Linked DNA regions of Mus musculus: region 1 is linked to region 2. The links are chromatin contacts, called in public promoter capture Hi-C maps. All regions are on one chromosome and are shown on one strand. The core of a region is the stretch at or near the end of the contact, and the rest is flanking DNA. Distances in the headings are between cores, read along the strand shown. Region 1 holds the start of Slc22a21 (solute carrier family 22 (organic cation transporter), member 21). Region 2 holds the start of Cdkn2aipnl (CDKN2A interacting protein N-terminal like).

What was found. Promoter capture Hi-C pulls out the DNA fragments that hold promoters and counts their contacts.
Region 1: a promoter capture Hi-C map of hippocampal neurons shows a contact between it and region 2, with 4 times the contacts expected there. The contact joins the promoter of Slc22a21 here to the promoter of Cdkn2aipnl in region 2. A contact is called at or near these places in 2 of 39 promoter capture datasets (cranial neural crest and hippocampal neurons).

The regions. Positions count from the first base shown.
Region 1 is chr11:53,977,763-53,984,784 of GRCm38.p6, reverse strand. It overlaps Slc22a21 (solute carrier family 22 (organic cation transporter), member 21), which reads left to right and starts at 4,452. Exons shown (of 10, transcript NM_019723.3): 1 at 4,452-5,320. The coding sequence starts at 4,928. It overlaps Gm30927 (predicted gene, 30927), which reads right to left and starts at 4,754. Exons shown (of 4, transcript NR_168634.1): 1 at 4,448-4,754; 2 at 3,388-3,476; 3 at 2,753-2,825. Slc22a4 (solute carrier family 22 (organic cation transporter), member 4) reads left to right here. Exons shown (of 10, transcript NM_019687.4): 10 at 1,100-1,670. The coding sequence ends at 1,175.
Region 2 is chr11:51,965,866-51,972,890 of GRCm38.p6, reverse strand. It overlaps Cdkn2aipnl (CDKN2A interacting protein N-terminal like), which reads right to left and starts at 5,260. Exons shown (of 3, transcript NM_029976.3): 1 at 4,934-5,260; 2 at 2,648-2,747. The coding sequence starts at 5,172.

The DNA of each region.
Region 1 (7,022 bases), core at 3,203-5,702, 2.0 Mb before region 2:
GCTCCTGTGGGTCGGCGTGCACTACTCTCCTGACAGTGAGACGTTAGAAGATTCAAACCGCACTGTTTGCAGACTCTCCATCCTGTGGGGTTGATTGGTCATTAACTCTAGCCCTATCCTCCTCTCTGCAGAGGCTGGGAGAGCAGAGCCAAAAAGCTCTGTGCTCCTAGATGAAGGCTTCTTCCTTCTGGCAACCAGTCCCCATGCTTGAGCTATCTAAGAGCCACCTCAGAGAACCAAAAGCAACACTTTGCCCTCTATCACCCAGGAAACTACAAGAGAGTTAGGAGTTCTGAACCAGGACCCAGAGGCAAAGGCCAACCATCCTTCTGTGGCAGCCCTGTCTGACAGGTTTAAAAGCTCAGTGGCATGATGAAGAAATTGAGATTCTGAGCTGCACTGGCCTGGCTTCAAATTTCAAACCTACAGCATAAAGTTGGAGAAATTATTAACTTTCCTCAGCCCTCATATTCCCACTTATTACGTGGGACTATTTCACATGGCTGCTCTGGGGGTTCTGTAAGATAAAAGCCAAGGCCGGCCATAATAAAGCTAAGTCTGTGTGTGTAGATACTGATCTGTCACAGAATTTTACAGGTGCCTGTGTTTGATAAGAATTTATCTAATCACTGAATGGTGGTGGCACAAGCCTTTAATCCCAGCAATTAGGAGGCAGAGGCAGGCAAATCTCTGATTTTCAGGCCAGTCTGGTCTACAGAATGAGTTCCAGAACAGTCAAGGCTACACAGAGAAACCATGTCTTTAAAAATAACAAAAACAACAACAACAACAAAGAGTCTGTCTAATCATTTCAAGTCTTCTCTATCAATCATATCGACATGATTGACATAATTCCTGTTACCCCTCTATTCTTTCTCCAGGGAAACTGGATCATAAATTCAAGCTTTGTGTTTAATCAACAAAGCAGCTTGATTAGTCTCTTGAAATCCTAACATACGAGATCTGCACCCATGAGGTTCTTTAGAGTTCACATGTCTTTCATTGGTTGAATGGGGACATGGTTTTGGATGTCAGTTTGGTGTTTGGGGGAGGCGAGTTCCATCTGCTTAATTTTCTTCAACGGTTGTTTTATTTTCAGGTTCAGATGTGGGAAAAAATCAACAGTCTCAGTGGACAGAGAAGAAAGCCCCAAGGTTCTAATAACTGCATTCTAACGAGGTTTCCAAGGCACTTGGCAAACTGAAAAGCAGATGTATACAATGAGCAGGGTGTGATAGAGCAAGCCTGCAATCCCAGCGCTCTTGGGGTGGAGACAGAAGATCAGGAGTTCAAGGTCATCCTTGGCTACAGCAGGAGTGTAAGACCAGCCTGTCTTACCACAAGCAACCCTGTCTCAACAGAACAAATCAAAAGCCTTTTCTGCTGAAAGGGATTAACAGAAACAATGAGCACCAAACTGGACTTGTGGAGAAATGCACACTATCTCATGAATTCTGGGCCACTCTTCCAGATGGCCTTGTTTTCAAGAACAAACATTTCTAAATAGTCTTGACTACTAACTATTCAATGAAATTGATTTGTAAGATTTTTTTTTTTTTTTTTGGAAAATGTGTTAGTCAAGGACTGGCAAAATCCATATGAAGATTAACACACATTTCTAAACGTATAAATGCTATCCAAATAAAATTATCACAACTATTAGATGGTAACAATGCTTGTGTGTGTGTGTGTGTGTGTGTGTGTGTGTGTGTGTGTGTGTGTAAGTGTAGAGATGATCTAGCACATTCAAAATGAGAGCAGTTTTTTAATTGAACTCATATGGAGCTGTAACCAAATGGTTATCTGGACTGCAGGTCCTGAGTCTCTGATGGGTAGTTGCCACCCTGTGCTGGAAAGTCTGAGAGCATCATCAAGTAGATGTGCTGTTAGTCCACTGATGATCTGCAGACCCTGCTCAACAGTGGCTTCACACTGAGTCACATAAGCAGAACACCAACAGGCAAAGAACTCTTTCCAGATCTGAGGCGATGGCTCAGTTAGCAAAGTGATGACGGAGAATGGGGATGTGATATCAAAACCTAAGGAGAATAAATATATACCCTCCTTCATTATTATTATTTAATTATTTAATAATTATTAAATATAATAATAACTTTTTAAATTTTTTAAAAAAGCGAACTAGCATGCATAGGCCCTGGGTTAAATCCTCAAAATGAGAAAGAAAGAAAGAAAGAAAGAAAGAAAGAAAGAAAGAAAGAAAGAAAGAAAGAAAGAAAGAAAGAAAATAAGAAAGAGAAAAGAAAGAGAAAGAGAGAGAGAGAAAGAAAGAAAGAAAGACAGACAGACAGACAGACAGAAAGAAAGAAAGAAAGAAAGAAGGAAAGAAAGAGAGAGAGAGGAAAGCCCATGGGAGAAAACAAAGAAGCATTGAAATGCACTTTCTTAAGACAGAAACATCATGTAATGTTCAAATTATTAGTAACAACCCAAATTTTTTAAAAATTTATTTTATTTATATTTTATTTTTAAAGGCCTTAAAATAATACCACCCAACAGGGTAGCCACTACCTAGAAGTAGTTGCTGAGTATTTAAATGTGTACTTCACTAGATTCAACAGAAACATCCTATAAGATACACACCGAAGTCCCAAGACTTAATATGAAAGACAGGGATTGGTGATTTTTAATAAGAATCAAATGCATTTCAATACTTTCCATGCCAACTTAATAATAAAATAATAACATAGTCTTACAATTAATTCCATACTCTTTAAGGAAAAGCTTTTCTTACACAACTGGGATCCAATCCAAGGTCTGGTGCATGTGAGGCCACACCCCAGCTCTAAAGGCTTCTACTATGAGCACTGGCAGGGAGAAAGAACACAGGACAGCCACTTACATCTCAACCTCACATGTCCCTGCAAGTACCAATATGTAACGATACTTCAAATTGTTAGTTCTTTATGCAAAACTTGAATCTGACCACGTAAAATTTTTATTTACTAGATCTGGACATTTTATTAATATGGCTGTGACAATTATTGTTGTCAACTTGACAGGGTCTAGAATCACCTAAGAGAGAAACCTCTAGGTGTCTGTGAGGAAGCTTCTAGATCTCATTAGTTGGAGTGAGAAGAGTGACCCTCAGAGAGGCAGCATCTGTTCCATGGCCTTTGGTCCAGGACTAAGTAAGAGGAGAGAAAGCAAGCTGAGCACCAGCATTTCTCTCTCCTGGCTTCCTGACTGAGGCGACTGTGACAAGCTGACTCCTGCCACCCGGCCTTCCCAGAGTGACCGACTCTACCCTCTAAGCACAAGCCCAAACCTCTTCTCCCTTAAATTGCTTTTGTCTCTGTAACCAGAAAAGTTACGAATACAACAGCTACCAAGACAATTTTAATGATAATGTGCATCTGCTGTACACACCTGTTGTCCCTGCTACTAGAGAGGATGAGGCAGGTGGTCATTTGTGACCAAAGTTGCAGGTAAAGCCAGGGAAATACAGTAGGCCCCATCTAAATAAGTAAATAAATAAATAAATAAAATTATAAATGTAACTTCTCATTTCATTTGACAATATTACTTTAGAATTACACAATTGCTATTTTTATACCTTATCTTTTTAATTTTAGGAAATACTATTTGCACAAAACAATGGATTTCATTGTAAGGCTCTGTGTTTGTTTTAAGACGGGTTTCACTGTGTAGTCCTGACTGGCCTGGAACTATGTAGATCACCAGTCAGCTCCTGAATTAACTGTAAAAAATAACTAATTTGAGGGTATAATCCTAGACTAAGATCCTTAATCTTGAAGTTAAATTTTTATATTTGCTTAAGTCGATTTGATGAATAACTGAATGATTTCTTAATCTTTAAAAACATAAAGCACAGAACAGAGCCTAGAAATTGAAATTCATTGCCCACAGCCTCATGACCACAGCCTCAAAATTTGTCTCAATCTCTTAATGATTATTATAATATGACATTATGTGAGTGGGCGTTTTGATTGCATGTATGTCTGTGCACTATATGTGACAGGGGACCAGAAAAGGGGATTAGTTCCCCCGGAACTGGAGTTACCAGAAGGTTGTAAGCCTCCAATGCGTGCTGGGAATTGAACTCAGGTCCATTGAAGGAGAAGACTTTTGGTGGGATACAATCCCTTTCTGACCCATAACAAAAAGTTGAGAGGGTGTTTCATACCGAAATCCTACGCCTTTCTCCAAGTCAACACCCAGCTTGGTCACAACTTCCCCCAAAGGAGCCCTGGGGACCAGCTCGGGGTTGTGGCTTGAGAAGACCCATCCCTCCCTCTAGCAGCAGCTTCGGGGCGGGGACTACAGCGGCCCCGCCCCCAGCCCGACTCGCTCGGGGGGTGTGGCTTGAGAAGACCCGTCCCTCCCTCTAGCAGCAGCTTCGGGGCGGGGACTACAGCGGCCCCGCCCCCAGCCCGACTCGCTTGCTCTCGACTGGGAAGGACTTTACCTCAGGGCGTTCCTCAGCGAACAGCTCAGAGTAGTAGGCAAGGGACTCCTAGGCTCCCTCACACCCGCGCAGTTCTGAAGCCAGGCTCCATCCCGCTTCCGCACTGTCCAGCCAGCTCGGAGACCGGGACCAGACCCGCCTCACGTACAGGCGCGTCCAGTGCCCACTACGGATCACTCAGACTCCTGCCGCGCCCACCCCACGGTTCGCCTCAGGACTGCACGGCCGGCCTTGCAGTCTAGGCCAGACTCCGCGCGGAGTCCATCATGGCCTCACGTCCTCGGTGTCTCTGGCGCTGGCGGGGTCTGAGGCGGCGGGAGGAACTCACGAGCTTCTCCGTGTGGAAAACGTCTCCCGACGCTTTCTCGAACTCCTCTTCGACGAGTGACTGGTGCTCCGCGTGCACGGACAAACCGTGCGCCGCCCACTGCGCCCGAGTATCCTCGGATTCCCGGCGGGACGCCGTGGGCTGCCGACTCTATGCTTGACTACGACGAGGTGACCGCCTTCCTGGGCGAGTGGGGGACCTTCCAGCGCCTCATCTTCTTCCTGCTCAGCGCCAGCATCATCCCCAATGGCTTTACTGGGTTGTCAGCCGTGTTCCTGACGGCGATCCCGGAGCACCGTTGCCGGATACCAGACACCGTGAACCTGAGCAGCGCGTGGCGCAACCACAGTATCCCGATGGAGACGAAGGACGGACCAGAGGTGCCTCAGAAATGCCGCCGCTACCGACTGGCCACCATCGCCAACTTCTCTGAGCTAGGGCTGGAGCCGGGACGGGACGTGGACCTGGAGCAGCTGGAGCAGGAGAACTGCCTGGATGGCTGGGAGTACGACAAGGACATCTTCCTGTCCACCATCGTGACAGAGGTAGGTGACAGCCCCCCTGTCAGGGTCTGGTGACATCGCAGGCAATGGTTGTTCCTTAGTTTAACCACAAGCTCCCTGGTGATGAGCATCCTTTAAGAACATTTTATGAGATGACTTCTAGCCATAGTACGCCCCTCAGAGGACAAATGTCTGGCAGACCATCCGTCCATAGGGTCCCATTGAAGATAGAGTCCAGAAGGTTCTGCCCCTAGGAGATGCCCTGAGACCCTGAGTGGTGGGACTTTCTCGAGGTAGTGATGTGATTCAGAGGGGCCGGATTCAGACTTGCTCCAGAGAAGAGACCACAGGTTTTAGCCTCTGTTCAGAAAGGAAAGACTCTTTGCAGAACTTTTTAAAGTTAAAGAAACGTGTGTTCCAAACTCTCTACCCTTTCTGGAGTTATTCTTTCTTCCCTCACCTATCCTTACCCCAAAATGAAGTCTTGCCATGCCCCAGGAGAAACTGTTTTCCATTTGCCAGCGATGGATTGTTACTTCTTAAGGACCCATGTGTCTGCAGATCTATCCAGGGTGACTTGTTGGTATGGAGTCTTTTCCACAGTATTCTGGGACAAGATCACTGAAGAGGTTAGGTAAGGCATGTAAGGTTACTCTGAAGAGCGATGGAAACCTAATTCCTCATTCCCTTACACTTTATTCTTGGGTGACTTTGACATTTCTCAGTCACTCAGCTGGGGGATGTGACATGCTGTTTAATGGTGCATGTGGATGTGTTTAGTGACTTGGGCACCTGGGGTTTGTACCCACTCCTCTATCCCCATAATAGAAAAATAATCCTCATTATGTATGAGGTCAAGAGGTACTTTTTGGAGCTAGAGAGATAATTCAGTGGATAAGAGTGCTTACTGCTCAATCATAAAGAAAGACCTAATTTTAGATACAAGCCCCTTGGGGAAAAAAATGGAGGAAAGAATTAAAGAGGTTCTCATATAAAGGACCTGAGTTCAGTTTCTAGAACCCACACCAGGCAGCTTTCTACCACCTGTAACTCCAGTCTCAGATAATCCAGCACCGTCTTCTGCTCAGGACATGTAACATGCACTCACATAGACAAATACTCATACACACATTTTTTTAAAATAATATTTTGTAAAAACATGGAAAGAAAAGCCAGACACAGCAACACAGTTCAGTGAGAGACCATGTCTCAAATGAATAAAGCAGAACACCCACTGTATTCCTCTAGTCTCCATGTAGACATTCATGTCTATACACATATGCATAGACAAGTATCACACTAACATATGAATTAAATGATAAATAAAAGGTATGATTCTTTCTCTTTTAAACAACCTTAACAAGTTTTTTGTTGTTGTTTTGTTTAGTTTTGGGGGGGTTGTTTGTTTTTGTTTTTTCGAGACAGTGTTTCTCTGTGTAGTCCTGGCTGTCCTAGAACTCACTCTGTAGACCAGGCTGGCCTCGAACTCAGAAATCCATCTGCCTCTGCCTTCCAAGTGCCACCACGCCCAGCTTAAGTTGTTTTTTTTTTTAAAGATTTATTTTTACATGTATGAGTGCTTTGCATACATGTATTTGAAATAGCACATGAATGTAGTACCTGTGGAAGCCAAAAGAGGTCATGGTATCCTCTGAAAGAAAGCTTAACAGTTTGATTGAGACAGAAATGAGATGAACAGTTTGAAAATACTTGGCAGCTATATTAATATACCCTTGAGCCCAGA
Region 2 (7,025 bases), core at 4,011-6,510:
CTGCTTGCTCAATATGCTGTGCCGAATTCTCCTTTTCAGAAGAGAGCACATACTCCTCCCAACTGCTGACCAAATCCCACCTGTCACCACTCATTCCTCAGACCAAAGAGGAAGAACTGGACAGAGATACACCGGCCCAAAAACTGCAGGAGGGCAGCGTATATTTTTAACACTTGACTCGAGAGAGCTTATGTCTAAGTTATCATCGTTGTCTGGTCTCCAGGTGCCAACAATGCTGAGCGACTCCTTTCCATATTCCTGCTAACTCTAAAACCCAATACACTCTAATATACAGGATCCGTTCTGGCTGGCATGATAACAGGGCTTTTAGATTTCTGGCCTAGTACACTTCAGTTTCACCTGACATGAAAGGAAGGACAACCTATCTCAAAGACAGACTCTGTACAGTGGACTCACAAACCATCCAGTGCGTGAGTGACTGTTCTCATGAACGGCTTTCTTACAGGAATTTGTTGAGGTATTAGGGGATAGAAGACCGAGATTAGCACTGTCATGGAGATACATTTCCAGCCTCCTGGAAGAATCTCTTGTTGCTTACACTTTTATTTATTTCTGTGTCTGTGCTCATGTATGTGAGGACCACAGAACATGTGTAGAGGTTAGCAGACAACTTTAGGGAGTTAACTTTTAGGAGTTGGTTCTCTTCCCACCGTGGGTTCCAAGGCTCGCTCTCAGGTCTTAAAGCTCGCCAGCAAACACCTCTCTCTGGCTGAGCCATCTCACTGGCCCAAGACCAACACCTGTGACTTGGGGCAGAAGAGGAAAGTGGAAGAATTCCTACTTTGTTTCCACAGGCTGGTTCTTTCAAAGCCTGGAGTGTAAGTGTCAAGTCCATTTGGGCAAGTATGGCTTCCCTATTTGAGCATAACTCTGCCCTTTCCATATCACCCATATCAAGATGTCCTATTGGTCTGTGTTACGGCTTACAGGCTCCAGACAGATATTTGAGATGTCTCTGGGAAGCTTCAGGACATGGTGGCCTGGGTTTACACTGGCTAGGTCATCATGTCCATCTGTAAGAAGCTAAGAATAAGACGCATGTGATGGATCCCTTGCCTAAGATCAAGCTGAAGTTCACGAGCTGCCAGAAAGCCACATCCACAGATGGGGGCGGTACCAAGTTGAATACAAGTAAGTTTGAGAAGTAGGTGAGCTGCTCTGTGGTGTCAGAGCAGGCCCCGCACTCTCGGCTTCCACATGCCTACACTACCTCCTGAGTCACACTCAGCAGTAAATCTTAAATTCTATCCAAATAAAGAACTTGAAATTTTATCTAAAAGGCTGGATAGACATCAAACAAACTTTAGGGAGCAAGTCTGCTGGCTAGGAGAGACCAGGACACATGTGAGAAAAACACTTGTAGGGGTTGGAGGAGGCGTGTAGCTAAGACTCACAGCCTTATTTTCCAAAGTTTCCCCTGCTTCTCCCTGGCCCCAGGGATCAGGATCCACACATAAGACTCTAGGGCAAAGCTCACCGTGTACAAGGCCACAGCCGGAAGACTAAGTCCTGGAGACTAGAACTCAGCTGTGGTGTCTGGACATTTCTCGACCACATTCCTTATCATAGTCAGAGTGCACACAAGTCTGGTCCAGCCCTGACCTGCTGAGGCAGAGATACCCTGTAATGACCTACTCTAAAATGATGTACTTCTAACTTTAGCACCCTAACCAAAATGTTTCTTTTTTTAAATAGGCAAAACAAGCCAAGTCTGGGGGTTTATGCCTATAATCCCAGAACTCAGGAGGAAAAAGAACAAAAAACAAACAAACCAAACCTTAAATAAATAAACGAATAAATAAGCAAAACAGCTGTGGCTAGAGACAGATGTGTCATCTAGGCCACCAGAGAGCAGAGGCACGACTGTGATCCCAAGGCCTACGGGGCTCAAGATCAAGGTGAAGCCCGGGAAAGACTCTAAAAAAGGTAAAGAAAAAGTGGATACACAGCTCGGGGAGAGCCCTGGCCTGGCACATACAGGGCCCTAGGTTCAACTCTTATTAATGCACAAATGATACAACACTCCCCTATTCTTCACCTGGGAACGAAAACATGGTGTTTGTTTTTCCTCCTTCTAGCCTTTTTTTGTTCAAAATAAAGATCTCCGTTTCTATCCATTTCTTGTGGACACTCAATTTCATCTTTCGTTACAGCTGAACAAGCTTTCGTGGTGTATCTGGACTGCATTTCCATCATCCACACCTACTGATGGGTATCGAGGCTGCTTACTGTGAACGGTGCAGCAGGAAGCATGGATGTGTGAAATGTCTGCCACGTTCACTCAGAGCCCTGCAGGAGCAGTCTAACTGGAAAATGCTTTCAGTTGGTTTTTAGGACCCTCTGTACTGGTTCCTAGTTCTTCTAGCATAAGGAGAATGGTTCAGTCCCTGGCACCAAGAAAAAAGAGTGTTGTAGACAAATCAAAGAGATTGAGCCCACTTGTTACTCCACAGACAGTGCATAATTTATCACACTGACCTGTTATCTAGTTAAGAAAAGGTTTACACCAACTGTGAAGAAATAAGGAAAGGCCTTAAGACTGTGCTGCAGGAAAGGAGAATACGCACACCAACACAATGCAGTGTAAGCTGGGCCCTTGGTATCTACACTTGCAAATGCCTCTCACCTTTCTCATTAGTTCGCTTCTGGTTGTAAACTGTGGCAGGTCTTCCACTTCAATCCCATCAGCCATTTCCATCACCTTGTCCAGAAGGTCTTTATTATAACTGCACAATAAAAAGCAGTAAGGTAAAAACCTGGGAAGACTCACCTGTCACTACGGGTTAGTAAGAAAGTGTAGTTATTAGACTGTAAATGCTACCCCTAGAATACAGAACCGCTTGGTCACTGGTAAGGTCACACTATGCCATCTGAGGTTTGCCTCAGCCTTCGCTGTAGCTGGAATACAGATGCGTATATATCAAGCTTTGTAAAGACTGATTTGATACTGCAGGGGAGACCATAGGTGCTTAGCATACAAGTTAACAAATAGTTCTTCCTGCCTGTGAGGACAAACTAGGCTTGAGAACAATGCCAATACAGCAGATGTTCCAAGAATTACAAAAACAGAGGCAAGAGACATGGCTCAGCAGCTAAGACAGCACCTGAGACTCTTATAAAGGACCTGGGTTCAGTTTCTACATGGCTGTTAATTTCAGGTCTCAGATATCTGACGCCCTCTTCTGGCCTTGGAGGATACTAGGTACATATTTGTACATAGTCATACACATAAAATAAAAATCTTTTTAAAAATTACAAAAACAGGAGTTTGGAGAGATAATTTAGCAGTTGAGAGCACTTGCTCTCAGAGGACCCAGTTTCAATTCCCAGCATCCACGTCAGGTGGCTCACAACCACCTGCACTTCCATCCCAGGGAATCCAAAGCTGTCTTCTGGCCTCCAACGGCATGAGGCACTCTTACAGTGCAGGCATGTAGACAAAATGCCCATAGGTATAAAATTTAAAATAGGTATAAACAAGCAAACAAAAAGTTAAATTAAAATTACAGAAACAGGAGCACCATATACCTGGTGGTACATATTCATGGATGAGATTTGAGGGCCTAAAAATTGGATTATTTTTAAAACACACAGAACGTTGGTCTCATGAAAATAACACCATTTATCCCTTTTGTTCAGTTCTCCGTCACGTGTCTGAGTTTGGATTCTGTAATCTCAGATTTTAAAGGGCACCGCAGGAAGGAGGATGGGCCTGTGTGTGTGATGGGTGTGTCTAGCTCAGCGTCCCCACATCCGGTTCTGACAAATCATCCCAACATCTGAAACCAAGCCGCTTCAGCACTGGTGATGAGGCTCGTGACTGAGTGCTTATTTTGGATGTGTAAGGGCCTGGGTTTCATCCCTAACACAAAACCCAAAAAGTAAACCAAGCAGTTTGGCCTGGAGGGGGTCCTGTGACCACTACAAAATCAGGTATGAGTGAGGGTCTCCTGTTCTAACACAACCTCACGAAACTCTAGAAGCCTGGAAGAGCCTGGCCATGCATGCCTCTCAGGACGTGGTTGCCTAGGTGGATCAAGTTCTAGGATTGCCTGGGCTACACAGTAAACTGGAGGCCAGTCTCAGTTATAAGGGAAGACTGCCTCAAAAATTAAAAATCACGGGCTGGAGAGATGGCTCAGCGGGTAAGAGCACCCGACTGTTCTTCCGAAGGTCCGGAGTTCAAATCCCAGCAACCACATGGTGGCTCACAACCATCCGTAACAAGATCTGACTCCCTCTTCTGGAGTGTCTGAAGACAGCTACAGTGTACTTACATATAATAAATAAATAAATCTTTAAAAAAAAATTAAAAATCACAAGGGAGTATAAAAACCTGGTGTCATTTCCAGGTGGAATATCTCAAGGCCAGGCTCTTGCCTTCCAGGTGTGATCACAAAGACTGGGGAGGGCGGGGAGTTAGGACAGCAACAAGATAGCATGGGTTACTTTCCTAAGAGGGAAGCCAAGAAGAGAAAGGGGAGAAAAGATTACATCCTGCCTTAGCGTGAAACCCACCAATGGTGAGATACATCACATCCTCTTGCTAGGTGTCTTCATCTAGAGGAAGAGTCTGCACTTTTGTCACGTGGGCGACAGGAGCTAATAGACTTCAAACACACTCTGGAAAGGAAGTCCTCTGGGCTAATAAACAGTAATAACAATGACCATTGCAATTCGGCCGCCTTGGAGCACACCTGCACTGCACGCCCTATCATTCAGCTGCTGTAGTCATCCCAACCACTCATTCACAAGAGAAAAGCGAGGCTCAGAGGAGAGATTTTTTTCCCGAGGGAATGCTAAGAGGGGATCAGTAGGAGGCTGGCGCCAGGTTCAGCGTGGAGCAGTGTATATGCCCAAGCTGAGGATCGACTGATGGGGACAAGGTCAGCCAGCTGTCGGGGGTCCGCACCTGCAACCCAGGAAGAGGTGGTTGGCCCAGACCATGGATAAGGACAGCAGCTGGTCCAGGCGGCCGCCGCCGTCGGGTGGGTCTCGGTAGTCAGGCAGGTGGCGCAGGATGAACTCCATGCGCGCTTTCCATTGCTTCTCGCTCTCCGAGTAGGAACGAAACTGCTCGGCGAAGTCGGCGGCCTGCCGCACGCCGGAAACTAGCTTCTCCACCGCGGCGCTGGCCTCGCCACCCACCATGGCTCCCGCTGCCGCAGCCGCTGCCGCCGCTAAGGATCGCACCAGCCCGCCGCTTTCCCGACACGCCCCGCGCCGCCGCCGCACGGCTAGAGCGACCACGGCTGAGGGCGAGTGCTCTGGAGGACTTATCTGGAGCGCCCTCGCGGGGCACGGAGGTCTAGTGCAACCCAGCGTGTGTGGCAACTGCTGGGGAGCTTGAGGCCCGCCAGCATAGAGCTGGCAGCTAGGTGCCCATTGGGACTCTGCAGTGCCCTTTTTGCCCTGGGTCGTTCACCGGGCATCTGTCTATCCTCAGCCACACCTGAGGTTTGCCCTAAGTTCTGTGGCTGTCCCTTGGGAGTGAGGTCCTCTCTTTTATGGATCCACTGTTATCTCAACATCTTCACTGAGGTTGTGTTCTCCTATCTTGCTGTATTCATCATCCAATCAGTACATACAAGGCATTTTGTTTCGTGCCCAGGATGCCCCACTCTAAAGGACTTTGTGAGGGACCCTCATGGTGGAAGGAGAGAACCAACTCCTGAAAACTGTCCTCTGACTTCTACATGCAAGTTGTGGTACTTTGATGTACACACACACACACACACCAAGCAAGTAAATAAATGTAAAAATATAAAATGTAAGCTTGAGTCAGAAGAAAGCCTAGAACTCAGGACCTCCAGATCTAGTGAAGGTCTTAAGTGGTGAGTGGGCTTCAAGGAAGTTCATTATATACTGTTTACTATTGCAGATCCTTCCCTCCCGCTCCCCCAGGGTCATACACGGCCAAGCTGGCCTACAACTGCTTGCTTGCTCCCTTCTGTGGCTTCTGTGGCAGTGTTAGGATCCCAGCAGGCAGAAATACAATCCAGTCCGCAAATGCCAGAGCAGTGAGGACCAGCACCAAGCTGGGTGCTCTCACCTCAGGAAGACACAGTGCTGACACTACGGCTTGGAACATCTGAACCAAACATGAGAATCCAAAGACAGAAACAGCTTTCCCCCAGCAGTCAGCAAGTTAACTGGATAACAGCGACCAGAGCTGAGTCCCAGGATACAGATGCCATACCCTGACTGATACTGCAGTGGCAGGTTCCCAAGTGAAACCTCAGATACCCAGAGTCAAGGTCCCTGGTAATTCTGATTCTAGCTTCAGCTGATCAGACTCTGAGGACATTTGATGTGCCAGGCACAGTGACAGACACCTTTTGTCCCAGCTACTCCATATGTCAAGGCAGGAGAATTATTTGAGCCTGGAAATTTGCTGCCATCCTTATCACCAGAGAAAGATGCTTGACTCTTAAAAACACTGCGGAGGCTTCAGTGAGCTACATCCTTGGTTCCTTGGTTGTGTACTGCAGTGGTTGGTCTAGAAATGAGAGCATGGGGGCTAGAGAGATGGCTCGGGAGTTAAGATAACTGGCTGCTCTTCCAGAGGATATGGGTTCAGTTCCCAGCACCCTCATTGTGGCTTACAGCCACCCACAACTACAGTTGCTTTGTTTGTTTTGTTGTTGTTGTTTTGTTGTTTTTTAATAACATAGGCCATAAGCCTATGCCTGAGCCTCTCCAGAGCTGGTATTTTAAGTGTGTTCCACCATGCTATTGGATTTTGATATAAATTTTAGCATCTCTTTGTTGACTTCTAGAGAAGCAGACTGTTGATATTTCATACGGGATCATGTTGACTACATAGATTCATTGGAGAATTAACATATCACTAGCGAATCTTCTAGTTTACAAACATGGCAACGACACATCTTTCCATCTAGTCTGGCTTTTTGTGCATGTGCTTTTGTTTTGTTGTTTTATTTACTTAGTTTTTGAGATGGTGTCCCTTTCTGTGGTCCAGAGAGTTCTTGAAGTCTCAACCT